3 separate regions of the Sus scrofa genome follow, and all the other regions are linked to region 2. A link is a contact called in public Hi-C and promoter capture Hi-C data. All regions are on one chromosome and are shown on one strand. Each heading gives the region's core, a stretch centred on a gene start, on an enhancer-like site or on the middle of the called end of the contact. The rest is flanking DNA. Distances are from core to core; before and after follow the strand shown.

Region 1 (4,119 bases), core at 395-2,894, 950 kb after region 2:
GGTTCTGGCACTGGGTCAAGGTGCTGGGCGGGCTGGTGAGAGATGCTTCAAGGAGATGATATCTCAGGATGCCTGAGGTGGTGAGGTTGGGCAGGGTGGGAACAAGTCAAATTTGATGGCTTGGGCTCCTATCAATGGGAGATTTGACTTGTTGGGGCATGTCAGGTTTGGTGTTATGAGTAGCAAGTGATGATAGCCTTGTCTCCCCCAGACCCTCTCATTTCCTGATTGTACGTGGATCATGCCCTTGGTGTGGAACAACCTCTTCTCCCGTCTGCCTCCTAAAAGATTGACTTGAAAATATTGAATAAGGCCTAGCAATTATTTTTCTGATACTGGTGCTTTCTCATAGCCCTTAGGATAAAATGCAAACTCTATACCCTCCTCCATACCCAACAAACCCTTGCCACCTCTCTGAGCTCATTTCCTATCCCTCCACTACTCTGCCTCTTCCACTCACTCCACTCCACTCCCATCCTCTTCCTGGTTCCCCCGGTTGCTTGCACATGTGCCAGCCACTTTGGCTATTTCCTACTTCTCCTTCTGGTCTTGGATCAAATGTCACCACTTCATAGATACTTATTGCCCCTAACTCCCTACATCCTATCCCAGCCATGCCCTCTGTCATCCCGTCACTCTATCCTGTTTTATTTTCTTCATTTATACTTATCAGTATCCAATATTGTCTTATTTATTTATATTTCTTAGTACTGTATCATGTTGTATAGTATTGTATTGTGCTGTGTTGTCTCCTTGACTAGAATGTCAACCCCATAGGAAGAGGGATTTCTCTGTACTGTTCATCACTTTATCCTCAATGCCTAGTACAGTGCATGGCATATAGTTAGGGCATGATGAACTATTTATTCTGGAATGACTTAGAAGCTCTCAACAACTGCATGCTAGATATTTGGAACAGGTAGGCATTGGCTTTTAGGACACAAGCCCCTAGGTGGGTTGTAGCAGAAGTGGACAAGCATGTACTATGGGCTATTGGGGTGAGGTCTGGTTTGGGGAAACAAGAGCAGGTTAGGTGGCGATTGAGTTGGACTGTAAACTGGCCTGAGGCTAATGGGTAATATCAGACTGTTGAAGTAACACTGGTTCCCAGATTTCAGGAAACAGGAGTCCTAGTTAGGCATGGGCTGAGTTAAATTGTGACTTGAGCAGTGTCCAATAGGTATAAGATCTCTGAAGAAGAATCAAGCGTCCTCACTGGTTGTAGCTAAATAGAAAACTGTAAACAGAACAGTGTCCAAAAAGTCACTTGGGGCTGTTGGAGAATAGGTTCTGTTTGAGGGGAAACAGATGTCCTGAGGGACACTAGGCTGACTGGACTGTAACCTGGGCGGGTGGATGAGATATGACCTGGGCAGGTCCACGTCCTCATCAGGCGAGGACCTGGCCTGAGCCAGCCCGTCTGGGGACGGCAGGAAACACAGCTGGGAACAGGCCACCAAGGAGCGGCTCACCTGGGCGTACCTGGACCCAAGAGTCCGCGCGCTTCCGCGCCAGGAGAGCTGGCCCCGCCCCCCAACCAATGGCGGCGCAGAGGTCCGCGGAGGCGGGCTCTGATTGGGCCAGAGGGGTTGGTGTGGCGCGCCGGACAGCTAAGGCGCTCGGCCTGCGGGAGGCGCTGAGCGCTCGGCTACGCGGGGCGCGGCGCGGGCGGAAGTGGCGACGCTGGCGTCCCCTGGGCCTGCGGCTGGCGGCAGTGACGGCCCCGGCGCTGACGGCGGCGGCCCGGGGGGCGGCGTGGACGCCCGCGGCGCCGGCTGGGGCATCACCGCGGGCCTCGACCCCGAAATGGCGCTGCTGGCGGAACACCTGCTGAAGCCTCTGCCCGCTGACAAGCAGATCGAGACCGGGCCCTTCCTCGAGGCGGTGTCTCACCTGCCTCCCTTCTTTGGTGAGCGAGGGTGAAAGGGGGAGCTGGCCGGCAGTCCTGTCCCAGAGCGCTCCCAGGCGCCTGCATCCTCCCGAGCATTGCCAAACCATCCCTTTCCTGGACACCCCAACTCCTACTTCCCCAGGCGTCCGAGATCCCTTTTTCCTTCAGGCACCCCAGATCTCCCCTGTTCCAGACCGCTTCCAAATGCTCTCTCCCCGGAACGTATCACATCCTTCATTTTTTCTCAGACATCTCCAAACCCTCTGTCTCCCCAGACATCTCACATTCCAACATATCCTTCAGACCGCGGCAGTTTTTCAGTCCCTGTGCACCCCAATCGTCCATCTCCCCACAAACACCCCTTACTCTTCTAAATCCCCAATTCTCCATCTCCCCCCTTCCCCCCAAGTCCTTCATTCATCACCCCATCATCCCCTTCTTCTCTCAAATAGCTCCCCTTAAAACGAATCCCCTCACTTAATAAACCCCACTTTTTTGTGTCTCCCAGCCTCTTCCTCATGGAACCTTCCTTGAGAACCCTTCTTTCCTCAGAATTCCCTCATTCCAGATCAGAGACACCCACCCCTACCCCCACTCCAAGGGCAGGAAGCCTGTCAAGATGAGGAGAGGGCTTTTGAAGATGGATTTGCAAAACTCTGGAGCCCTTTCCTGGGGAGAATCACCTAAAGTTTTCCCTCTGCTTGGAATAGGGGGTCTGAACCAGGGGGGGCTGCTCTGTGTGGTGACATCAGACACTGGATGCCTGGCATGGACTCTAAAAGAAAAAGACCCCTCCCCCATGTGTCCTGCCCTGGGAGGTCATAGGAGCCCTGGAGGCGGCACTAAGTTGGTTGCAGACCCTCCTTTCTCCTGTCCCTCAGCCCAGCCCATGCCCAGGACGGAAAATGGGAAATAGAAGACAGTACCATCTACCCCTGCCCTTTGCCTTTCTGGTCCTGAGTAAAGGGTGCAACCTGAGCTCAGCTTTCTTGTCTTCCATGTGGGCTTGCCCAGTGCCCCGCCCTGCTGGTTCACTTGGTGGCCTCCCAGGAAGAGACCAGTCCCCAGGGCAGAGTCCAGCTGAAGCCCGCAAACTCATGGGACCTTGACACTGGCTTGGACTGAAGGGATGTGGCACCAAGGTGGTCACTCCTTTTACTCCCTAGTGGGTGACCAGGGCTTGCTGTGGGCATTAGTTCCTGCAGTGCTGTGGGCTCTGGGGTGGCTGTGGCTACTTGGAGGTGTATCCCCAATCCCCTCCTCCACCTCTTGAGCCTCAGCGGCCCCATCTGTGAAGTGGGCATGATGATCTCCTAGGCTAGCAGCGAGGAGTAAATGAATGAGGTGGTGTGTGTAAAATTCTGAGGCTTTAATTGCCAAATAGATCTTAGCTCTTGGAGTGGTTGTTATACAAGTTCTTGGATTCTGTTTTGTTTCTTTCATAGAATAGATGATTGATTAATCCATATTGAGTGAGCACCGTGGGCTGGTTGGTGTGATTCTCAGACCTGGGTCTTTTATGTCCACTGCTACATCCCCAGTACCCAGAACAGTTGCTGGCACCCAGTAGGTGCTCCATCAGTACTTGTTAACAAAACATTCTTGTTATTGATATCACTGTGTTGTGATAACACTGAATCTCTTCTAGGCAGGAGCTTGGGAGCTGTCTGGTTTTAGCGTTGGGGCGTTCTCTATTTCTGTGACAGTCTTGCCCCCTTTTACCTCTCTAAACATTTGTCCCAAACAAGGATTCGGAATTCAGAATCATTTTAAGCTAGTCTTTCTCAACTGAAGGCAGCTTTGATGCTGCTCAGAGGACATCTGGCAATGTCTAGAGACATTTTTAGTTGTCATAACTTGGGGAGGGGGGCACGGGGAGATGCTCCTGGCATCTAGTGGGGAGAGGCCAGGGATGCTGCAAAATATCCTCCCATGCCCGTCACAGCCCCCACCATAGCTGAACAAGGTGGAGAAACCCCAAGTTCAGCTCTGCGGCCTTTTCCTCCCTCACCTGCAGCAAGGTTGCCCATCTGTTCTGCATTTGAGGCTACCTTCATTTTATGTGATTATCTGGAGGGTTTTAGAGGAGAGGGGGTAGTGGCAGCTGGAGCCAGCAGTGATCTGGTGCCTGGGCTGAAGAGCATCCCCCTCTCCCTTTCCCGATCTCAAAAGACGCTTGTCTTCGCTGCCCGCCGTGTGCTCTGGGGTGTCACATCTGTTGACAGAAG
Region 2 (4,096 bases), core at 620-3,119:
GCTGACTAACTCCAAAAGGACAGAAATCACCCTGTGCCAGCCCCTGAGAACCAAGGTGAGGGCTGAAATCAAATCCTGAAAGGCATAAGCCTCAGGACCCCATGAAACACCATAGGCCTTCTCCAAAAGCAAGGCTACAGCTTCTCTAGTTTTCTTTCATTCAAACCACTCCACCTTCCTAACTCCTCTGTCAGCCACAGCTACTCTTCATCTCCCTAGTTAGCCCCTAACTTTTCTCCCTTCCACCAGCAATCACAGAAACCCCAGATACCCTTCACCTTATCCAAACCATCAGCCCCGTCCCAATCCAGCTCCACAACAAGACCAAAACCCACCCACTTTCCTGGCCCAGCTGTCACAACACCGCCACATCAGTTACTGACAACACCTTTGATTTCCCCTCTTTCCTTAATAATCCATGAGCTCCACCACCAACCTGGCCTCTGCCTCCAGTCACATGACCTCGATGCCCACATTCAACTCAAGTCTGGTCTATAAACTTGGCACTTTCCCAAGCCTCCTTCCCCATCATAAAGTCCCAGGGCCTCAGCTACGCTCCCAGAAACCTCCTGGGGCCTGCTTCCCTGACCTCTTGGTCACCCCTTTAATAAACCTGCTTACCTGCCGCACTCCAAACACCTCTAAAAACCCTCCACCCTTTCTCAGAAACCAGACTAGCTTTTCCGAGGGTACTTGATATTCATTCATTCATTCATTCGACAAATATATATTAGGCACCTACTGGGTGCCAGGCACTGCACTAGCCACTGGAGAGTGAGCACTGCCCCAAGCTCTCTAGGAGTGTATAAACGGTCAAAGCACTTTTGTAATGTTGGCAGACCCACCTCCAATATCTGTCTAGCATCTAGTGTACAATACGTAACAGCAAACATATACTAAGAACTCACTATGTGTCAGACACTTTTCCCAACATAGTGTGTGCAATATCTCACTGAATACTCAATCAGCTCAGTGAGGCAGATCGTACTACTATTTCATTTTTACAGATGAGGAAACGGAAGCATACAGAGATAATAATTCAGCAGGAATGTGCCAGTCCTTGAGTGAAGTGCTTTACCTGTCTTACTTCATTTAAACCTCACAGGAATCTCATGAGGAAGGTTCTGGGAATATCCCCATTTTACAGAGGATGAAACTGAAGCTTCCAAAGGCTACTGATAACCACATCGATTGCTAACATCTACCTAGAGCTAGCTCACTCCACCAGGTCGAGTGTTAAGCACTTTTCCAGCTTTATCTCATCCAATACTCACACCACCCTACGAGGCAAGTCCCCAATTCTCAGATGAGGAAACTGAGGCTCGGAAAGGCGAAACAATTCGCCCAAGGTCAGAATGAGGAAGCTAGTAGTCCCGAGACTCGAACCTGGGTCCCTCCAACTCCAGACACCGCGCGACTTGACCAAGGTCACACGTGAGGCAGGGGCCGGCGCGACCAGTGGACCGGGAGCCCAGCCCCGAGCCCCGCGCACCCGGCCCCTCGGCTCCGTATCCCCGCGCCCCAGCCTCACCTCGGAGCCGCCCCGAGCCCCTCCGCGCGCCCCTGCAGCCGCCGGCTGCCCCACCCGCCCCGCGCGGGCCGGCACCTCCCCGCCAGTCTGCCCGCCCCGAGGCCCCTGCGGGCCGCGCCCGGCAGGGCCCACGCCGCCTCCGGCCGCCGCGGCCCTTACCGCTGTCGCCGATGATGAGCAGCTTGAAGAGGTGGTCGTAGTCCCGGGCCATGGCGGGCGGGGGAGGCGCGCGCGGGCGGGCGGGGTCGGTGCTGGCCTCGCGATCCGCAGCTCCCTCCGGGCTGCTCCGGCAGCGGCGGATCCACTTCCCGAACAAACAGCCGGAACTGACAGAAACACCTCCCTCCGCTCCCCCTCCTCCTCCTCCTCCTCTTCAGCAGCCGCCGCCGCTGCCACCGCCTCCCTCCTTCCCGCCCCGCCCCGCCACTGCGCAGGCGCAGCGCCTGTCCCCGCCTCTGCGCAGCCGCGGCCGCAGCCAGCCGCGCCCTCTCCGCGCTCACGCACTGCGCGTGCGCCCAGGCAGAGTCCCGCGGGCGAGGGCTGGCCTTTCCTGCGTCTTTTCGCCGATCACAGCAGCCGCCGCCGCCCGCAGCCCGCAGCCCGCGGCCTGGAGGGTTCGGAGAGCAGAGCTGCGGTGGAACCCTAATTGGAAGAAGCCTAGAATGAGGAAGAAGTCCGGCCGTGGCCCGGAAAAGACCCGCTCCTTCATCTTCAAGACCCGCAAGCGCTGCGGAGAGGAAAAGACTGGCAGTGACCGCTGGGGCGGGGCTTACGCCGAGCTCCCGGTTTCTCGGGGCTGGGGACTCGGACACTCCGCCCCCTTCTGCGTGGACGCCGCCTCCGGGGTGCTAGCTCCGGCCCCCTACCGTCTCCCGAGCCTATGGACAGGACGCCGAGGCGGCTGGAGGCTGCGGTGTGTACAGGACCGGAGTCGCCCGCTGGGGAGTAACGTGTTAGGTGTATGGCTTTGACGTCAGTGCTGGGGAGAAGTCCCATCCTAGCCCAGAGACCTATTGGAGCTTGAGTTGCCTTGTTGATAAAACGGGGTGGGTGATACCAGATTCAGGGTCCTGTCCAACATGACGTTGAGCCTGGGAGGTGACGAACCCCGCAGATCGACAGCAGCAGCTCCTGCAGCTTCAATTTCACACCATCTACAGATACACCACTTTTCCAAATCACGTGGTAGGAAGACCTGGGTTGCAGAAGTTAAGCGGTATTCGGTTTATCATCAGACCCAGTTTTTTTCCGGTTGTAGAGTAAGTTCCCACCTGCACTAAAAGTAGAATGCGCCTCTTGCCATCCTCATTTACAGAACTGAAGAGAAAAAAATTTGTTACAAGTTCTGTATGTCCCTCTCACTTTCTAGTGAAGTACCTTTTATATATTTCTACTTGCTTTCTCAAACTTCCTTTTACCTTGACTTTATACAAAGTAATTCTCTTGGTTTTTAAATATATACAGAAGGTTACCAAAAAGTACAAATTACTGCTTTTCCCTCAGACCCATTCCTCACATGTAAACAAACCCTGTTAATAAATTTATTAAAAGTTAAATGTTTTAAGTTTAACAAATATTTGTTGAATGAATAAATGTCCTTCAATTAATTTCCTTTGCCTGTGCATACACTTAAATTGCTTTTTCTCTTTAACAACATACTTGGGCCTTCTGTCATCACAGCTGCATGGGTATGACACTCCATCATATATATATGGTGATACTGGAGTTCCCATTGTGTCAGTGGTAACAAATCCAACTAGTATCCATGAGGAAGAGGGTTCGATCCCTGGCCTCGCTCAGTGGGTTAATGATCCGGTGTTGCGGTGAGCTGTGGTGTAGGACTCAGCTTGGATCTGATGTTGCTGTGGCTGTGGTTTTGCCAGGCAGCCAAAGCTCCGATTTGATCCCTAGCCTGGGAACCTCCATATGCTGCTGCGGATGCAGCCCTCAAATAAAAAGACAAAAAAAAAAAATGTGTGTGTGTGTGTGTGTGTGTGTGTGTGTGGTGGTACTATTGAACTACTCCTGCTGTTGATAGGCGTTCATGTTATAATTTCTTGTTGTCATAAACAATGTTACAGAGAAGATCCTTGAACAATATATGGAGTGTCTGACTCAAGCTTTGAGTTGTTTTTCCAGGAACTGAGATGGCAGAAGAACAGGGACTTGGGATCTGAAGGTACCAGCTGGGAGGGCAGCTCATATAACCACTGACAAAAATGGTCCTTCTTTGCTGGGAAAGGTTAGTGGGATCCCCTGTTGATCCAACAGTTTTAAGAAATAAAGGGAAGAAAGAAGCCTCAGAGTGTTCCCCCAGGCAAGCACGCTCCATCCTGACCATACAGTGAGGCAGGAAGTCACTCTAGATCATCTCCTCAACCTGCTCTGGAGTCAGAGAGACTTTGCTTCAAATGCTAGCTTTGAAATCCTGGCTCCTTCCCTTAAAAGCTTGGAGATTTTGGAATAGTCACATCATAATGTCTCAGAGCCCCCAGTTTCCTCAGAGGAGTTGTGAGAATTAGAGATATGTCTGCAAATTACCTGGCATAGGCATCTGATAAATTG
Region 3 (3,718 bases), core at 241-2,740, 530 kb before region 2:
GACCCCCCCCCCTTCCCCTCCACCACCACTCCCAACCATTTTCAACAAGAATTTCTCTGTGCACTTGCTTCTGGAATTTTTTTTCTTCCTCTTTAGCTTGCCCCAGGACAGAGTTGGGATGAGAGTTTCTAGTGCATGTAGTTAAAAAATACCCCCCATTATTAAAAATGTATTAAAAATCTATTACTTTGGAATGGTTTTAGACTTAACAGAAAGGCTGAAAAGAGGGTAAAGTTTTTACTACTCTTCAACCAGTTAACCTTAATGTTAACATCTTACATTACCATGTAATTTACATTCGTCAAAATGAGAAACCAACATTAGCATAATACTATTAACTAAATTCTAGATTTTATTTGCATTTCTTCTGTTTCTCCACTAATGCCCTTTTTTTTTCTGTCTCAGGATCCCAACCAGGATATCACATTACCTTTGGTTATCGTGTTTCATTGGACTATTATGGTTTCTCATAGTTTCCTTATTTTTCATGACCTTGACAGTTTTTTGGTTTTTTTCTTTCACCTCGACCCAGGCATGTGGAAGTTCCCAGGTCAGGGATCAAACCCACGCCACAGCCATGGCAATGCTGGATTTTTAACCTGCTGTGCCACAAGAGAACTCCCATCTCCCACTTTATTTAACTTTTCTGACAATTGTCGCTTTTTCTAACCACACTATATAAAATTGCCCCCCGTCCCTGTTCTCCTTTTCTCAGTTTCATTTATTATCACCTAATATACTGACATACTTATTTGATGATCTCCCTCCCAGCAAGGAAGGCCCCAGGAAAGCTCTGATTTATTTACAATGTATCTTCTCTGCCTAAATTCGAAACAGAAACAGCGGCATAATAGGCACTGGATAATTATATTGGGTATGAATAAACCCACCAGTAGAAAAGAGGATAGTATCTACCTTCTAAGGAGATACTAGGGTTGTTATGAGTATTAATGAAATAATTCATTTAGAGCTTGCAACACTAACTGCACATACTAACTGAATTACTTTTTTCCTTCAGTTTTATTGCGGTATAGTTGACAAATCCACTGGATTACTATAAATCTAGGGTGCTTCTTAGTTGGCTGAGCACCAGGAGAGAGATGAAGGGATCTCGAACATTTCTGGCAGATTTCTACTGTTGGTCAGCACCCCTTTCCCCTACTCTCTCCTGGGTCACCCTCCCAGAGGAGGTCCCAGTTCCTCAACAATTAATCAAAGACAAGTCTAACTGGTCCTTCAGCACAGATGAGAAATAAGATAAACTGGAGCAGCAGAGCCCTAACTCTGACCAAGAGTTTCTCTCCTTTCTTCACTCTCCCGTAAGTGACTCGGACGGGATTTTAATAGCAACGGCCGCCTCTATCAGCTAGACTGATTCCATCAGCAAAGGGGAGACGTATCCCTCAAAGTGGCAATAGTCTGTGGGAGGGGTGCGGTGTAAGTGTTGTCCCTTTCCGCGCAGGCGCGTTCAATCGCAACCCCGCGACCATCGCGATAGACGAGCGAGATCGGCGCTGGCCCTTTAACGGCCCCTTCCCGGGGGCCTGCCCTGCGCGTGCGCACTGCTGTTCTGCGCTTGTCATCATGGCGACGCGGGGCCATGTGCAGGACCCTAACGACAGGCGCCTCCGGCCCATTTACGGTGAGTGCCTGGGGCCAGTCTAGTCGCCAGCCGGATACGCCGAGGGCCGCCGGGGCCAGGGTAAAGGCCCAGGAGGGTCGCTGAGTGGCCAGGAGCAGGGCTGGCGAGCACAGGGGGTCGGCCGCGCGGGCCTCTAGGCCTCAGTCACGGGCCTCGCGGAAGCGCCGGCCTGGCCTTCCAGAGCCCTGAGGTGGCAGCTGCGCTGTTAGGGCAGCGGCAGGTCGGCAGAGCTGGCCCGACAGGCAGGCTTTGTAAGACATTTCCTCTGGTAGAGATCTGCTCTGCTCGCAGGTCGCGTTGTTGGGGCCACGCCAAGGGACACCCAAGATCTGCCCGCAGGTGGAAGCTAGCTCCGGTACAGGGCTGAAACACCCTACTTGAGGGAAAACCCCCACTGAAGACTTTTTACTTATGGAAACTGGGCCTAAAATGTTGTCTGACCAACAGTGCTTGGTGAACAGAGAGAAACTGAGGTTCTGAGAGAGGAAGGAGCTGACGCAAGGTCACCCGAATCGAGTCAGGAACAGGCCCAGATTTGAGGCTCCCCATCGAAAGCTCTTTGGTGGAGGAACAGCTGCTCAGGGTACACGTGGGAGGCGGGGGCGGGGGGGTGGTGGTCTTGGGCCCAAAATAGCGATGGGAAGATTGTGATAGTTTGGAGGGGCGTGCAGGGCCTTTCCTTTCTGTAGCTTTTCTGGCTTTCTGCAGCTTGCCTTCTGTGTGCTGAGTGGATCCCCCTTTGTAACGCTTAGCCCAATCCTCAGGTTTTAAGACCTTGATATCGTTCTGCTACACTTATTGTGAAAAATCACATATTTGAGTCACAGAAACATCTCTTCAATTACCGAGGTGTTCTGTAATTGGATAGTGGTTCCTGTTAGATGGTTGTATGGTCTTGGTCTGTGTCACTTCTTGATGAAGGAAGGCTTCAAGGTCAGTGGTTTTTCGCAAAATTAGGTCTCATGTTTATAGTGTGGATGTTACTAAATGGAGGTTTCTCCGCAGGGCTGAGATCACTTAACTTTTTTTTTTTGGAAGGGGGTAACTATATATTTCTGGTACAATTGCTACTTTTTGTAATTTGTATGATACTTTACTCACATCTCATTTGATTCTAGCAACAGCTTTGTGAGGTGGGTAAAAATAATAATAGCTAATATATATAGACTGTTAATTATGTCAGTCACTGTCCTCAGCCTTTTATATTTATCATTTAATTTTCACACATACTCCTGAGATAGGTAGTTTTTACAACCCCCTCCCTTTCTTTCCACAGATGAGGAAACTGGGGCTTTATTGATGTGTAATTTGTCTGTGGTCACTCAGCTAACACGAAGCTAGGATCTGAACCCTTGTGGACTGTCCCAGACTTACTCTTTTAACCACTGTGCTAGAAATCACCTCACTTTGAGCTGAAAACACTGGCTTACCAAAGGTCACATAGGTGGTGAGTGGTAGATTTCCATTTTCCCAGGACTGTGTATTCTCATGCCTCCAGTAAATATTTTCAAAGGGCAGAGATGACATATGCAAGGATGACCGAGAGTAGGAACTGAATCCAGGGTTTACAATTTGTGGCTCATTATATAGCTGTCTGCAAAAGCTGCCTGTAGACTTCTCTCTCTCTCTCTTTTTTTGGCCTTTTAGGGCTGCACTGTGGCCTATGGAGGTTCCCAGGCTAGGGGTCAAATCAGAGCTGCAGCTGCTGGCCTACCCCACAGCCACAGTAATGCCAGATCCGAGCTGCATCTGTGACCTACACCACAGCTCACAGCAATGCCAGATCCTTAACCCACTGAGCAAGGGCAGGGATTGAACCTGCATCCTCATGGATACTAGTTGGATTTGTTTCCGCTGAGCCGCAATAGGAACTCCAGGTATTTACTTTTGATTTTTGAAAACCACCTTGACCTTCCTAGAACTTTATTACTCATTATCCTTTTGCTAAAATGATTCTCTTGCGCTATGGGGTTCTGAACAGATTTTGTATTCTCATGTGACTTGGTGAGCCCTAATGCTTTCTTTTACCATTATTCACTTTATTTATTTATTTTTTGTCTTTTTGCCTTTTCTAGG

Evidence for each region. Promoter capture Hi-C pulls out the DNA fragments that hold promoters and counts their contacts. Hi-C and Micro-C count contacts between places; a contact is called where the count stands out from the background.
Region 1: a promoter capture Hi-C map of fetal liver shows a contact between it and region 2, with 2.9 times the contacts expected there. The contact joins the promoter of GLTP here to the promoter of RAB35 in region 2. A contact is called at or near these places in 1 of 5 promoter capture datasets (fetal liver) and 1 of 2 datasets of contacts at active chromatin or transcription factors (alveolar macrophages).
Region 3: a Hi-C map of liver shows a contact between it and region 2, with 2.6 times the contacts expected there. The contact joins the promoter of NAA25 here to the promoter of RAB35 in region 2. A contact is called at or near these places in 1 of 47 Hi-C or Micro-C datasets (liver) and 1 of 2 datasets of contacts at active chromatin or transcription factors (alveolar macrophages).

The regions. Positions count from the first base shown.
Region 1 is chr14:41,089,989-41,094,107 of Sscrofa11.1, forward strand. It overlaps GLTP (glycolipid transfer protein), which reads left to right and starts at 1,645. Exons shown (of 5, transcript XM_021072515.1): 1 at 1,645-1,909. The coding sequence starts at 1,807.
Region 2 is chr14:40,139,392-40,143,487 of Sscrofa11.1, forward strand. RAB35 (RAB35, member RAS oncogene family) reads right to left here and starts at 1,870. Exons shown (of 6, transcript NM_001243291.1): 1 at 1,691-1,870. The coding sequence starts at 1,742.
Region 3 is chr14:39,605,309-39,609,026 of Sscrofa11.1, forward strand. NAA25 (N-alpha-acetyltransferase 25, NatB auxiliary subunit) reads left to right here and starts at 1,491. Exons shown (of 24, transcript XM_021074209.1): 1 at 1,491-1,642. The coding sequence starts at 1,585.